Linked DNA regions of Mus musculus: region 2 is linked to region 1. The links are chromatin contacts, called in public Hi-C maps. All regions are on one chromosome and are shown on one strand. The core of a region is the stretch at or near the end of the contact, and the rest is flanking DNA. Distances in the headings are between cores, read along the strand shown. Region 1 holds the start of Rpa3 (replication protein A3). Region 2 overlaps Umad1 (UMAP1-MVP12 associated (UMA) domain containing 1).

Region 1 (7,018 bases), core at 3,165-5,664:
CTCCCACTATCCCAATGAAAAGAATTTGCTTTCTTTTTCCTGGTGCTAAGCTCTGAACAACTACGTATACCCTTTGTGCCCACTTGAAACATTCCCTTCTGGCCAAACTACAGTTTTCAACATTACTTTTTACTCTAGTTCTTACTGTAAACCCAGCAAAAAGATGTACAATGAACACATCACAGCCTGAATCTTAATCTGTCTAAAAATTTTTTTCCAAATTAATGTCTTCATTTTGAATTTAACCTCACTTTGTCTCGGGACATAGACAAAAATCTAGGCAAATCCTTTCACAGAATGTTTTTCCAGTCTAATTCCCAACAGTCTCAAATCTACCTGAAATCTTATGAGCAGTCCTTATTCCTATCAGCATTTTGGTCTTTCAAGTTCCAGCCATTATGCATTACATTATTAATTATTACATTATTATTAGCTCACAATGTGCTAGGACTTCTCTTCTCAGTTCTCCAAACCTTGCAAATTCTTCTCCTGAATCCATTCTTAAGATTTAAGAACCACACAGATTTCTCATAGTAATCACCCTACTTCTCTGACTCCACTTGTATGTGTGTGTGTATAAATAACTATTTTATCATTGTGACAAAACACTTGATATTCACAACTTAAAAGGAGAGCTGATTCATGCTTTCAGAGGGCTTAGTACCTTAGAGATGACAGGGGATGGGAGAAAAGAGAGATTCATAACACTGGGGTGAAGAAGCAGCAAAGTGAGGAAGGGATCAGAGACCAGCTAGAACCCTGAAAGGCAACCCTCCAGTGACATACTTCTTTCATATCTAAAGTCTCCAGAATCTCTCAAATTAGTTTGACCTGTGGGAAGACATTCCAATATTCAGGCCCTAAAAATGTTAGATGAGAATTCCATACTAAGAATAATGGCAAGCTTAAAGGCACGAAGAAAAAGTCAAAGATTCTGCCAACCCTACGATCACCTGTTTGGCAGTGGTCTATACACATTTTAGAATCCAAAATGAAGAAATTGACAAATTGGATACACGCCTGTTCTTTTCATTCACCAAAAGCATTTTCTAAATAAGCTACTAAGGAATAATCAGCATGGTAGATGGTAAGAAAATCTATAGCATGGCTAGCTGGCCCAGGCTTCTATTTGGTAGATATAAGACCAAACCTTATAGTTACAAAACTCCAAGCTTGAGACTGAAAAATAAAAACAATTGACCAACAGCATCATATTTTGATTTTTATTATTCAGACTATATATTGAAGTATCACTTTTAAAAAAAGTTTATAAAAAGGCTTAGTTGTAAACTGTCATAATAGATTTACAAAAAAATATATATATATAAAAGAACAAATTAAATATTAGAAATTATAGGAGTCGCTCCATTAAACTGCAGGAGTCTTCCTTAATAGCCTTCAGTGTAGCTTCCTGGCAATCTTAAGAAACTGAAGAAGCTCATTCATGTTGTGGAAGCCCTACAGGGAAAAACTGAGGAAGCTCATTGATAATTTTCACAGCTTCATTGTAAAGTTCAAGATCTGAAAGAAACATTTAAGCAAACACTTAATCTACAGTGGACTCTGCAGTATCAACTGTTACCTGAAGTATTTCTATGTCTTTCCTTGTGAGAAGTCGACTTACTTTCACAACCCATGTTTATTTAACTGTGGTACTAGCAAAGACTGGAGAGATGGTAAACCATTAAAGTCGTTTTATGCTGGGGTCATACTTTCAGTGTTACTATACTGTTCTAGTGTCCAACTCATATATTAAAATATTAATTTTATCATATTTTAAGTCCTTTTTATTCTATAACTAGCGGTATTTATTGTTTTCTTTACACACAAGGAATGACTAATTTACAAGGTCTATTCTCATTTTATAGAAATTGAAAATATACCAAAACTGAGATTTTAGATCAAAAACCTTAAATAAAAGTTTTCTCCTATTCATGAGACTGCTGAACAGTACGGTGCTTTACTCACCAAAGCGATTAGTATCTTCCTTAAACAGGGTATAAGATGCACAGAGCACGGTCGCCTTGGCTGTGACTTTTCCAACTACTTCTACAATCCCAGAGATTTCCTCGTCAAGCTAAACATTGAACAAAATGTCATTTAGGTATATTTACCTTTTCAGGTGATAATGAGCTTGGAAAGCTGTTATAATGTTTCCTTGTTTTTCAGATTTATTCACAGTTTACTAATTTTTCATTGCAAAAAGAAATTTTACATTTAACCAACACAACAATGAAATACAGTTGTCAAAAATGCTGGCCTGAGTCCTGTTTCCTTTGGTAGTTCTTTACGTTCTGAAGATACAGTTGTACGTTTAAGTTGAAGGCAAAGACATTAAAAGACTCCGAGGATGTTCAGAGTTCCTGTAAACAGACCTCCTTATTTGTTTAAAAACTCACCGAGAAGAACTGTGGATAAATCTTACATGTTCTATATCAAGTAACCAAATAGTATATGGATTTGTCGGCATAAAATATCAAAGATGTTTTAAGCACATTAAACATAAAACTTTAAAAAATTTAGAAATATAAAAATATGCATGAATATATATATATATATATATATATATATATATATATATATGAAAATTAAACATAGAAAATAAAACTGACTAGCAATGCCACTTAGTATGAAGCAGGAGGAACACACCTGGGGCCAGCTCTTGAAGGCCAGGCTTGTGATTATGGAAGAAGCAGTTTAAAAAATTTTTCACATGTATTTTTTGGATTTTTTTTTTAAGGAATAAAAATTGTTATCCAACCAATACTTAAGGGACACTTTCAGAAATGTTGGAGCCCTAAGAATCACTAAAGTTTAGAAATGGAAATAAGACAAAATATGAGAGCATGAATTTGATTTTTAAAGTTATACAAGTGTAATCTTCACATTTCCACCCCCAAATCAGAAATAATAAGAAACCCCAAAAAATTAAATATGAGAGCATATCACTTAAAACATACTGGCTCCATCAATTCAATGGTTCCATTTTTTCCTTCTCCATCTGAAAGAATAAACATTTTTCCAGTGGGATGAATCTAAAAAAGGAAATCAAGACAAAAAGCCATAGATTTAGAAAACAGAATCTACAGAAATGAATATTTAAAAGATTCCCTGAAGTTTCATTTGGTTGAATATAAAGTAATAGGGGTTTTGGACAGTTTATTTGGTTCAAGTTATAATCTTATTACCTGATCAGATGATTGTAAGCCCAGTTAATTTTGAATTTCTAATAAACAACAAATATTTGCTTAGTGTTTTGTGTGGTTTCTTTTATTTGCAAAAGACACTTGGTACACTAAAACTAAACGAGGCTTTCACTGTCTAATGAAATTCTGCCAACATTCTTGATTTAGTACATCTCACAGAATACCTTCTTTTTGAGGGGTTGTTTGTTTGTTTGTTTTCGAGACAGGGTTTCTCAGTATAGCCCTGGCTGTCCTGGAACTCACTCTGTAGACCAGGCTGGGCTCGAACTCAGAAATTCACCTGCCTCTGCCTCCCGAGTGCTGGGATTAAAGGCGTGCGCCACCACCGCCCGGCTCAGAATACTTTCTTTTAAAATTAAGAACGATGATCTAAAAGAACTGGTTGCCAGATCTGAGGAAGACTTCCCTTGAAACTGAGCTCTGCCACTCGATGTGAGGTTTGAGCAGCTCAGTCAGCCTACCTGTTTAGTTAGAAATTCTTTTCCCTTAGAAAATGTGTGAATGAAATGACCTAGCAGGTAAGTCCTTACAGAGGATTTTCTTTCCCTCGGCACTCTCAATTTCTGGGCCTTTGGGCTTAATTTTTACCTATAGGAAGGACGAGGCTGCAATCTAAGACTGGGCTAGATACAAGGTATCTATAGAATATGGGAGGGGCTATCAAGAAATGTTTCATAGGGAGACGACTGCAAAGTAGAAAAACTAGGCCCATAAATAGAGACGGCTGCAAAAGACAGGGAAGCAAGAAGCTAAGTCTGGCTAAAACAAAAACTCGAACAACAGACAGAGGAGCCAGGTTTGTAAATACCTTCCTGGTAAATAAAGAAAGGGGGCGCGGAGCGCTTGGATCTAAAAGGTCATTCCAAACAGTTTTGGGGACATAAAAGAAGCGGCACCAAAATGTTGCTGCAATGGCTTAGCAGTTTCCACAAGCTCTTCTTGTGAAAACTACAGCAAGCTGGAGGGCAATGCTGCTTAAAGGTGACCTGCTCCCAGCCTCAGCTCCCGACCCCGCAGTCCTTCCCGAGTGGCCGTGGTCCCGTCCTCTCGCCCGAACCCGCATGCACCTTTTCCAGCTTCCCCACGAAGCACACGGGCCGGTCGATATACTGTGGTAACATGCTGGCGTTGACGCGCGCTTTGGGGAGCTGCATTATGTCCTCCATGATTCTGCCGCCAACACTCGCAACCCGCAGGAAAGCAGAAAATGATTGACGCCCAGCGGGCGGCCGCGCCAACCCGGGCAGATTTCCCGAACACCAATCAGAGGAGACGTACGCTCCAGACCCACCAATCAAATCCACGGGAGCATCTGGTTCGCTCGCACCGGGCTGGCGGAGGGGCTCAAGGCTTCCGGAAGTACTGGTAGACTGCCTAGTGACGCGCGGCGTTCCGGAAGTCACTGGGGCCGAAACCCGGCGGGCAGTGGAGGCGGGACTTAGAGGGGCGGGGGCTGAGGCCTGGGACCCGGGATCTGGAGCGGCCGAACGTCGACTTGACCCCGGAAGTAAGCTGAAGGACCGTGGTGGGTGGCGAGCTGCGGGCTGCGGCGGAGTCTCAGGTAGCTTTCTTGCGGGAGGTGTCTGGATCTCCGCGCCTCTCTCCTCCCGAGGGCTGAACCGTCGGGGTGGTGGGCGGAGTCGGGCTCCTGGTCCCGGAATGCCGCGGTGCGGGCACTGACAGTTGCCAGCTTTTGCGCGGGTGGCGCGGGTGCGTGCCTAACCTGGGGTTTGGGGTTTTTATTTTTGAGCCAGTTCTACCTGTAGAGAACCATCGTCAGTCTTTACCCCTCCCTCAGGAGGTTGTTGCTAGGAGACGTTGTGTAACGGACCTGCCTGCTTTACCCACTGGCAGCAAGAGGTGCTGCCCCTCTCTTTACCTTGGACCTTTTGCTAGCCTTGGCGGTGTGGAGGTGTCCATTTCCTCACCTCCTGGGTGCTGGCGTGCATTGGGGCTCCGGTAGAGGAGGACCCCCGGGAAGGACTAGAGATGACAGGCTTCACCAGCTGTTGGACCCAAGCTAGTGCTCCTCCACTGGCGTCACATTTTCTCTTTCTGCAAATGAGGGGTTGACTGCTTTGTAAGGTGCTAGATAACTCTAATTTTGGGTTGTAATACTATATCTAGTTCCCCGAAGTACTCAGAGCTGGCTGTCTGAAAGACAGTTTATTCCAAGATTTGAAGAAAATTGTCGGATGTGTTTCTGGTTCAGAAAATGACTGGATGCTGGTGGCTGTTGATTTTAGTAATTTCACCAGCAAGGGATTGGTACTGAGAAATTTCAAAATGAACGCACATAAAAATACCTTCAAAAGAGGTTGCAGAAATTAAAACATAATTTTAATTGCGTCTCATAATTATGTGGAACAGTGTCTGGATTTTTCTAAAGCCAAAGACTTATTAACCTTCAAATTCAGGGCTAATAACTCAGTTCCAATAATTCAGTTCCAATGTAGCCTGCTGTTGCTGCCTTAAGTAATAAAATACAAAGATCTGGTTCCATCTATTTAAGAGTGAAATCCAATCTCCCCTATTTAAACGATTGTTAGCTCTCCTTAGTGTTCATGTGACATTTAATATGTGTGTCTTAATTCTGTTGTGATTAAAACAAGTTTAAAATTTTTTTCCTTAGTTGTGGGCTGCATTTCCTTTGGGTGCTGGCAAGTCGGTATTGAGGCATTCATGATATAGCACTGCGTTTTCTACCCTGGTGCATAGCACCCTTTTAGTTCAGTGAAAAGTAACCAGCAAGAAGTAAGTTCCCAGTTCAGGTCTAGTTTGCTTTATCTGTGTGCTGCAAGCAAATGGTACCCTGTCTCCAGACATAGGTTCTTACCATCTAGTTGTGGTGGACAGCTCGGAGCATTGTAGAAAATCGTGTTGTTTGTGTGCCTTTGGGTCATCCTTCTCAAGAACTCTAGGGAGGTATATCACAGCCTTTCAGCCCTGAGATTTTTGTTTAGTAGCTCATGCCTTTAGGGGAAGCATTCTTTTCCCATGCAGGGTATTCCCATTTAAATTTCCTTTTAAAACCAGTTAAACTTTTCAATTAGCTTACAAAGTAGTAGGTTTTCCTGAGACCTCTTTATACATCCTTAGTCTTGGTTAGCCCAACCTCGTGTTCCCATCTCCACTTAAGCCTTTCACCCCCCAGTATTCTCCTCCAATGAACTACTTTTATAGCTCACATGTTCTACTATCTCTTACACTCCTTGAAATTTCTCTGTAGCCATCTTTGGCCTTTTGTAGCTTCCTGACCTCTAAAGATACCACAAATGTAAGCACACAAATCTAAAACCTTAAAACTAGGATCCATATGTGAGAGAGGACACAATGTTTGTCTTCCTTGGCCTGGGTTACCTCATTCACTATAATAATATTTTCCAGCCCCTTTATTTTTTTTGTAAAATTCATAATCTCATTTTTTTCTGTATAGCTGAATACAACTCCATTGTGTATATGTATTGTGTATATGTATATGTATTGTGTATATGTGTACGTATATGTATACATATTTGTTCATTGGTAGCTGGACATTCGGGATGATTCCATTTCCGAGCTATTGTCAATAGAGCAGCCATGAACATGGATCTCAGAGCATCTCTATAAAAGAATACTGAGTACTGTAAATGTAAGCCCAGGAGTGGTATGGCTAAGTCATATGGGAGTTTTCTTTTCAGCCTTCTACGAGACCTATACAGTGACTGCCAGTCTTACTGATTTTTCTGCCAAACCTAGCTTGTGTAGAAAAGGTTTATTTGGCTTCTATATCCCGAATCATAGTCCGTTGAGGGAAGCCAAGGCAGAAACTC
Region 2 (7,018 bases), core at 1,868-4,367, 90 kb after region 1:
ACAAAGAAACCCTATCATGACAGGGAAAAAAAATGTGTAGGAGGAAGAGAAGGAGAACTCTTTGGCTAAGAAATAAAACAACGTGGAACCGGGAGTGGGTGGTGGCACACGCCTTTAATCCCAGAATTTGGGAGGCATAGGCGGGAGGCATAGGCAGGCGGATTTCTGAGTTCGAGGCCAGCCTGGTCTACAGAGTTCCAGGACAGCCAGGGCTACACAGAGAAACCCTCTGTCTCGGGAAAAAAAAAAAAAAAAAAAAAAGAAATGAAACAGTGTAAAGGTAGTTGTAAACAACTTTCTAGAAGACACATTTATTTTGTCCATTTTTTTTTTTTTTTGAGACTCTCACATGTGAGTATTCCATTTAGACCAAGTTCATCCTTCAGATGCATGTGCTCTCTGAACGCCCCTACTAAATGCATGGCCTTTTCTTGTTATTGTCACGTCATTCATATGTGTATAATATAGTCTACTGAGTCAATTCAGTGTTTCTTAGTCAGTTCAGTGTATGCATTTACAGCTGGCTGCTTGGGATAGGATCACTTGTCACAGGCTTGATTGAGAGAAGATTGAGTCTCCCTCTCTCAGCAGCCATTAAATGCCTATTGCTCTTTATCCAGTGACACAGCCCACGTCCACATTGGTGTGTCAGCTGCTATTGTCATTGTTCAGGTCTTGCTTAGGTGACCATTATTTTGAGACTTTGATATACATGAGACAGTGCCTTGCTGTAGATGTCCAGTCCTCTGGCTTACAATTTTTCCACCCTCTCTTCCACAGTGCTCCCTGCCTTAGGAGTAGGGGTTGTATTGGGGATGTCTCAGGTAACATTGGGTACCGACTGGTCACGTGCTTCTTTGATGGGGCCTGAGAGCTAGTACGCTCATCCAGGAAAGCTAGTGAGTTAGTTGTGTTGCTGGGGCTGGGGCTAAGAGTATAGAGATGGCGTGACTGAGTTCAGAGTTATCGAGTTATTTAAACTGAGCTGAGAACCATGGAAAGTGGGAGTGGTGAGAACCCCTCCATAGGCAGTTCTCAGGGTCTCAGCCAGCCATATAGCTGCTCAACTGACATTTTAAGGCAGCGATGGGGGCTGGATTACCTGAAGGCCCACAGTTGGCAACAGGGCCAGAAGTGATTGACAACAGCATGTTTGAACAGTGAGGTCACATTTCCACTGTTGTCCATCCTGGTAAGATGACTCAACCTCAGTGTTTATAATCTGGACCTCAGTGTACACATTCAGGAACCATTCAAATGTCTGTGCCAGAGGACCTGCCCTTTTTCTTAGCAATGGTTTTGATGTAGGTGTCTAGATTTTCTCTTTATTTCTGAAGCTGTCTTGCTGCTTCCTGTGAAATCACTTCCATCCTTCTCCGTTATGTCCCCTCTGCCCTGTCTCAGCCCTGACACTTGCCCTCCATCACTGCCTACTGAAGACACTTACTTGCTCCAGTTCTCAGTGTCACTTTTAAGAATGAATAAATCTGATGTATTAGCTTTTTGCCTGTAAAATATGAAGTCATATTCCCAGTATTCCTTTCCCAGTTCCAAAAACACATCTTTTTTCAAATATACTTTAATTGACTAAAACCCTGAATTCTGTTCCCTGTTGTTCATATTCTGCCTCTGACCACTTTGTTCTTTATGTAGCTGTTTTCCTGCACTAGCCATAGTCTTCATCTGGCCTCGGGATCTTTCTCTCAAAATGTTCTTTAGTTCCTAGTATAATGTTCCGATCCTGAATACTAATGATATTTAGTTAAACCACACTATTGCTAATTTAGAAAAAGTTCCAATTTAGGTTAAATTTATGTTTCTGATATTTTCTTATTAAAGTACTTATGAAAATGATTTTAATAAGTACAATAATTTTTGTAACAATACTAAAGCCCTGAAACTGCTTTTTAATATTGCTTTAATACTAACATGCCCTTATTTCAGTTGCACCTTTAAACCTTTCTGGAGCTCCATTTCTATGTCAGGTGCTACCTTAGGCCTATAGTGAGGATTATAAGTTCATGTGACCTTAAGAAACTCACATTTTTGTTCTAAACATTAATTTGTAAAATACATGTGTTTAATAAATATGTATTGAACTCCAGTTCTATGGTAAGAATTAGATCAAGGCATAGGGATATAGGTATAGTGAGCCAGACAAAAAGGAAAAGGATAAAAAAAAGTCCCTGCCTCCATCTTTACATGGCTTTCCATGTCTCAAGGAGACAGATCACTAACCAGCAGTAAAAATGTAGAATCTGTGTAACTTACCGGAAGAGCAACCCAGACAGATAACAGGTTAGCTTTACTCTTAAAAGACAGGGCAGTAAAAGGGGGTTTCTAGCTAAAGGAAGACCTGGAATTCTTTCAAGCTTATTGGCTCAGCACATAAGTATCTGAACTGTTGAAAATAAACACCCTCCAGCAAACCACAGAAATGAGTATTCTTTTCATATTTAGTATCTTTGGGATTTTTTTCCTTGGACTACACTTACTAATTGTTAGTCAAGGAACTAACTGTCATGCATATGAAAATGCTGGAGTCTATGGTACTTTGGGGCATGCTTTTATGTTGGAGTCACATTAGAACCCAGACATAGTAGCCGTGACTGATGGGCTAGGACATGGGGTTGGATGGAAAAGCACTGCAAATAAGCAGCAAAAGCTACTTGCCCATTTTTCTCCCAGGATATATACACGTTAATCCAATCAATTAAAAATATATATTGACACAAGTTACTGTTTCTCCCAGGCATGCACAGTAGCATACTATTTGTTTCTTAAATCTGCAGTCCAGCAGTTTATATTAGGAAATAAAAATTTTATTGTTTGACATTGAAGTTTGTCTGATTAATAAGCTAATATTACCTCAAATTTCAAACTTTCTTATAAAAAAAAAAAAACCATGAGATTTCATGCACCTCAGAAATAGTATACCAGGTACAAGTCTAGAGGGCACTTGATGTTACCCTTGTAATAAAAGAATTCCAGAGCCTTCTAATGTCTATGTCTATAACTACTTCTTGTTGAATTATTATCCTGAATGTTGCATGTGCTGGCTTGATTGAACATGCAGCCTTCTTTAGGAAATCAATAGGTTCTCCAGTTTTTGGTTTTGGTTTTGTTTTCTCCTGATACTGTGACTGGCTAGCACTGGGACTAAACACAGTTCTTCACTTAAACACAAAGGTATTGTTGCTCTAAAAATTAGCCCCATATTTTATTCTCCAACAACTGTGCCTTTGGTCATTTGTATAAGATGTGGATGGTTCGTGCTAAGTCACAGTGCTCGTTTATCTGAGACTGTAAGATCCTGCCATGGTCCAGCTGCAGATCTAGATGTTGGTGACACTGGTGAGCTCAGCAGAAGCCCTCACCTTCTCCAGTGAGGTTTCCATCCTACTCATTCCTGTAGCCTCCAGCCTGGGGAAAGGCAGACCCTCAAAACAAGCCCAGTCTTTTGAAATTTTTCTACCCAGGAGATGCCATGAGGGTGTGGCCCCAAAGACAATTTCTACTATGTTTTGTGAATGTGAGCATTCCAAGAAATTAAGTTCTTAGCTTAAAATAGGCTTAAACATTATGCATTCCTAAGCTCGTTTACTTTGGTCTCAAGTGTGGAAATGCCTGAAAGCAGCATTTTTATACAGTTTGATGAACATCTTTCAAGGAATCCTCCATGGCTGGCATGGCTTCTGTAGCCCACTAAGCAGCTCCAGGCCACACTGGCCTCAGCAGCCAGCACCACTTCACAGCACTGAAGTTTATACTTCGGGCTAAATGCTTTTCCTTATGACTTTAATCCTCAAAGCAGCTTTTGAGGTAGACACTGCTGTTATGCATATTCTATAAGAAGGTGCTGAAAAGACCTAGCTCGCCCTGCGTTGCAGCAGTGTAAGAAGTGAGGCTGTGATGAGACCTGAGCATTCTGGCTCTGGCTCTACCCACCGCCTCTCACTCCTGTATACTTCTGGGCCTTTTCATGGCTTGACACTACATTCCATTAGATATATAAATACCAGCCTCTTCCCCTCACCACACCTTCTTTTTCATTATGAATTTCCCTCTTACTATAAAGCTGTTCTTAGAAATGTATTTTTATTTTTGGTTGCAATCTCAGAAGGTAAGAGACTTTGAACTCATTTTGATTGGGTCCTATATTCTGTTTACGTAGTTGTTTACTTATTTTCTGTTTCGTTTACCTAGTACTCTTATAATAAGTTTAGCAAATTTAAGTGAAAATTTATCATTGGCTACAAAACTACATTTTTCCGTACCTCAGGAAACAGTGGAATAGCCTTTCTGAAACAGTGAGAGCCTTTGTCTCTGTGAAGAAAATGGATACAACCTCCGCCCTGATCTTTTAGAAGAGATTTCCTAAATTCTCACCAGATGTATTAGAAGGGTACTCTGGGTTGAATCTCCCCAGTTCTCCTGTGTGTGGTTTGCTTTCTGCAATATCATCCCTGGACCACCACTTCTTCCCATGAGCTTATGCTCTCTTCTCCCCTCGTCTAGTCGGCTCTTCTCCATAATCAATAGTTTATAGTGTACAGACTTTGTATGCAACTTATTGACCTACTAGCAAGTTGGCTGCAACTAATGACATTCATTGTAGAATATCCCTTTTGTTCCATAAAGAATAAAGGAAGATGAAGAAAAGCAGATGAGGTACATGGAAATAAATTTGTATAAAGGAAGTTGCATGTCCATGATAACTTAGCATGTTCTTTATGGCCGCAAAATAAAATCAGAAGAGGGTGAGGAAATTGGCCTAATAGATATAGCTGGGACTAGAGAGACTGAAACTTGGTACCAATTATAGGGGTAGCGAATGAAGGTGATAGAGACTAGGAGGCAGGTTTGGGAGAGACTGCTAATGAACTGAAAAGAAAGCACAGTGCATGGTGATTCACTGCCATTGTGAACATGCACAGAAGCAGGGCTAGTTCTGCCGAGAGATAAGGAGGGACTGTGGAAAGCACTAAGGTTAACTGCCACGGAGACGTGGACCAAGTAAATAGTCAGCAGGCTGGAATGGATGGCCTTGTAACCCAAGAAAAGGTTTGTCTTTAGCAATTGCTTTTATAGTCAGAATTGTGTTGGTATATTCTGAGTTACAGTTTTGGCTAAGATCCCCTAGAGATGAGTAAGAAAGTCTAGCCCTAGAGAGAGTAACAGGAAAGTGGAGAAGAACCACAAAGAAGCCTGAAAAACACCCACAGAAAAATATGGCCAATACAAAGTATATATGTGTGTTCTGTGTGTAGCTTTGGCAGTTTTTAAAGATTTTCTGAGAATTACATAGCCAACTTCCTACAAACTATGACCAAACTATATGTATTCCTTAACTATCTGTTGCATTGTCTTATTCCCAAGTCTCAGTTACAACTGCCATCATTAGTGACCCATAGTTAACAAGAACCATCTTTGCCTAAGCATATACAGCCACCATTTCAGGAAAGAAACACTTTGTAAATGAGAGTCTGGAAAAGTTATTTGTTAGTAGGTGACATATGGAGGGCTGGGTGACAGCATGGTTAAAGGTACAATCACTCTAGCAGACAGGATGTTGTTTTCACAGGAAACCTGTTTATTAAATCAGGAGATTATTGTCTTGTATGAGAAAGGGATTGTCGCATGCAACAGTGTTCCTGCTGAAGTGAAAGGTCATACATGTGCTCACGTGTTAGATTTACATTTCACTGCCACACACACTTTTTCCAGTGAAAGAGGTTACATCCTTAGCCTTACACACCACACACACACACACACACACACACACACACACACACAGACACACACACTGGGAGGATTGGGGGAGACAGACATACAAATAGACTTGAGGGTAGGGTTTTAAAGCAAGGAACGTATCCAGACCATGGAGAGGGTGGCTGATAGTAGCCACAGTCCACTTAGGTCCACTTAAGGTCCCCACGCTCAGGAGGAGGAAATGGTGCCCCAGGGTCCCTACTCAATGCACATGTACGAAGAGATCTTAGAACTTACATCTGTAAATTACTGTACACTTAGATGACAGTCTTTGTTTTCTCAGTATATGTATTTGTACAGTATCTCATGTTTGTAAATATATATGATTTATATAAATTAAAAGAGGCATGAGCTCTAAAGTGTTTAAATTACTGTGTGTGTGTGTATGTGTGATTAAAATATACTTTGGAGTTTCCAACTTAAATCATAGCGACTCTTTGACTGTAGTAAATAAATTGGGACACACAGAAGCTTTTAAACACAAATTGTTCTGCCATCTCAGTGTACAGTAATTTACAGATGTGACCTCTAACCACTTTACCTGTCAGATATCGGGCAATTTGGTTGCAAAATGCAGATATATGCCTCAACCTTATTTTTATATCCTGGTTCTTAAGGAGCCCACTAAGCACCAGTTCACAAGCCCTTGCTGTCCCCTTTGTGAGCATGCTGAGGTTTCTCATGGACTACCTAATGTCTCCCTGCATACAGTACGTTCCGTGCAGTCATCCTTTAGTCACAGGCAGTTTAAGCTGTTAAATAGTATCTTGCTTTAAAAGGTAGGCTGATGGAGTTTCTATCTGCTGGTACATCTGGTAAGTTAATATATACAGTCTGTGAGTATCCTGCAGGGACCTGTTTTTACATGCATACCGGGACGTTTATGTAGAAATCAAAGGCCATGAGTCAGAAGAACACAACTCTTGTTTCCAGCGTACTGGAGGCTTAAAAAAATTGGCTTTGAAAAATTGAAAGTCGTGTGGTTTGTTTTTATTGTGGAACCGATCAGGAAGAACAATTTACAGTCATTGCCATTCTTCACAGCTGAATGGAGTAGAGGTGCCCGCCTCGGGAACTGCAGCAGCTGCACCCGTCTCTCTGGGCTCACAAAAACATTGGCTTTTTAATCGAGAACTTTAGATGGCGGGCTACAGTTTGTTTTCATGATGGAAATGGTCAGTTGTGCCTTACCAGACAGCTGTAGTGTAATTAAGAAAAACTGTGTGAAAGTGGATTAAATATAACA

Evidence for each region. Hi-C and Micro-C count contacts between places; a contact is called where the count stands out from the background.
Region 2: a contact with region 1 is called in a Hi-C map of erythroblasts, with 2.3 times the contacts expected there. The contact joins the enhancer-like site here to the promoter of Rpa3 in region 1. A contact is called at or near these places in 2 of 39 promoter capture datasets (embryonic stem cells and stem cell-derived epiblast-like cells), 3 of 484 Hi-C or Micro-C datasets (embryonic stem cells, erythroblasts and muscle stem cells), 1 of 115 datasets of contacts at active chromatin or transcription factors (the SCID.adh cell line) and 2 of 9 other capture datasets (adipose tissue and liver).

What each region holds. Positions count from the first base shown.
Region 1 is chr6:8,254,727-8,261,744 of GRCm38.p6, forward strand. Rpa3 (replication protein A3) reads right to left here and starts at 4,415. Exons shown (of 4, transcript NM_026632.4): 1 at 4,274-4,415; 2 at 2,961-3,035; 3 at 1,969-2,077; 4 at 1,210-1,521. The coding sequence starts at 4,372. The coding sequence ends at 1,439. It overlaps Umad1 (UMAP1-MVP12 associated (UMA) domain containing 1), which reads left to right and starts at 4,562. Exons shown (of 4, transcript NM_001302354.1): 1 at 4,562-4,767.
Region 2 is chr6:8,346,139-8,353,156 of GRCm38.p6, forward strand. All of the region lies in intron 2 of Umad1 (UMAP1-MVP12 associated (UMA) domain containing 1), which reads left to right. Among named protein-coding and RNA genes, the nearest start is that of Gm46952, 4.1 kb to the left of the region's middle. Within about 2 kb of position 3,118, at least 20 of the 459 cell types and tissues checked have an H3K27ac peak or open chromatin away from gene starts, as enhancers often do. A contact at or near this core is called in erythroblasts, where this site is marked.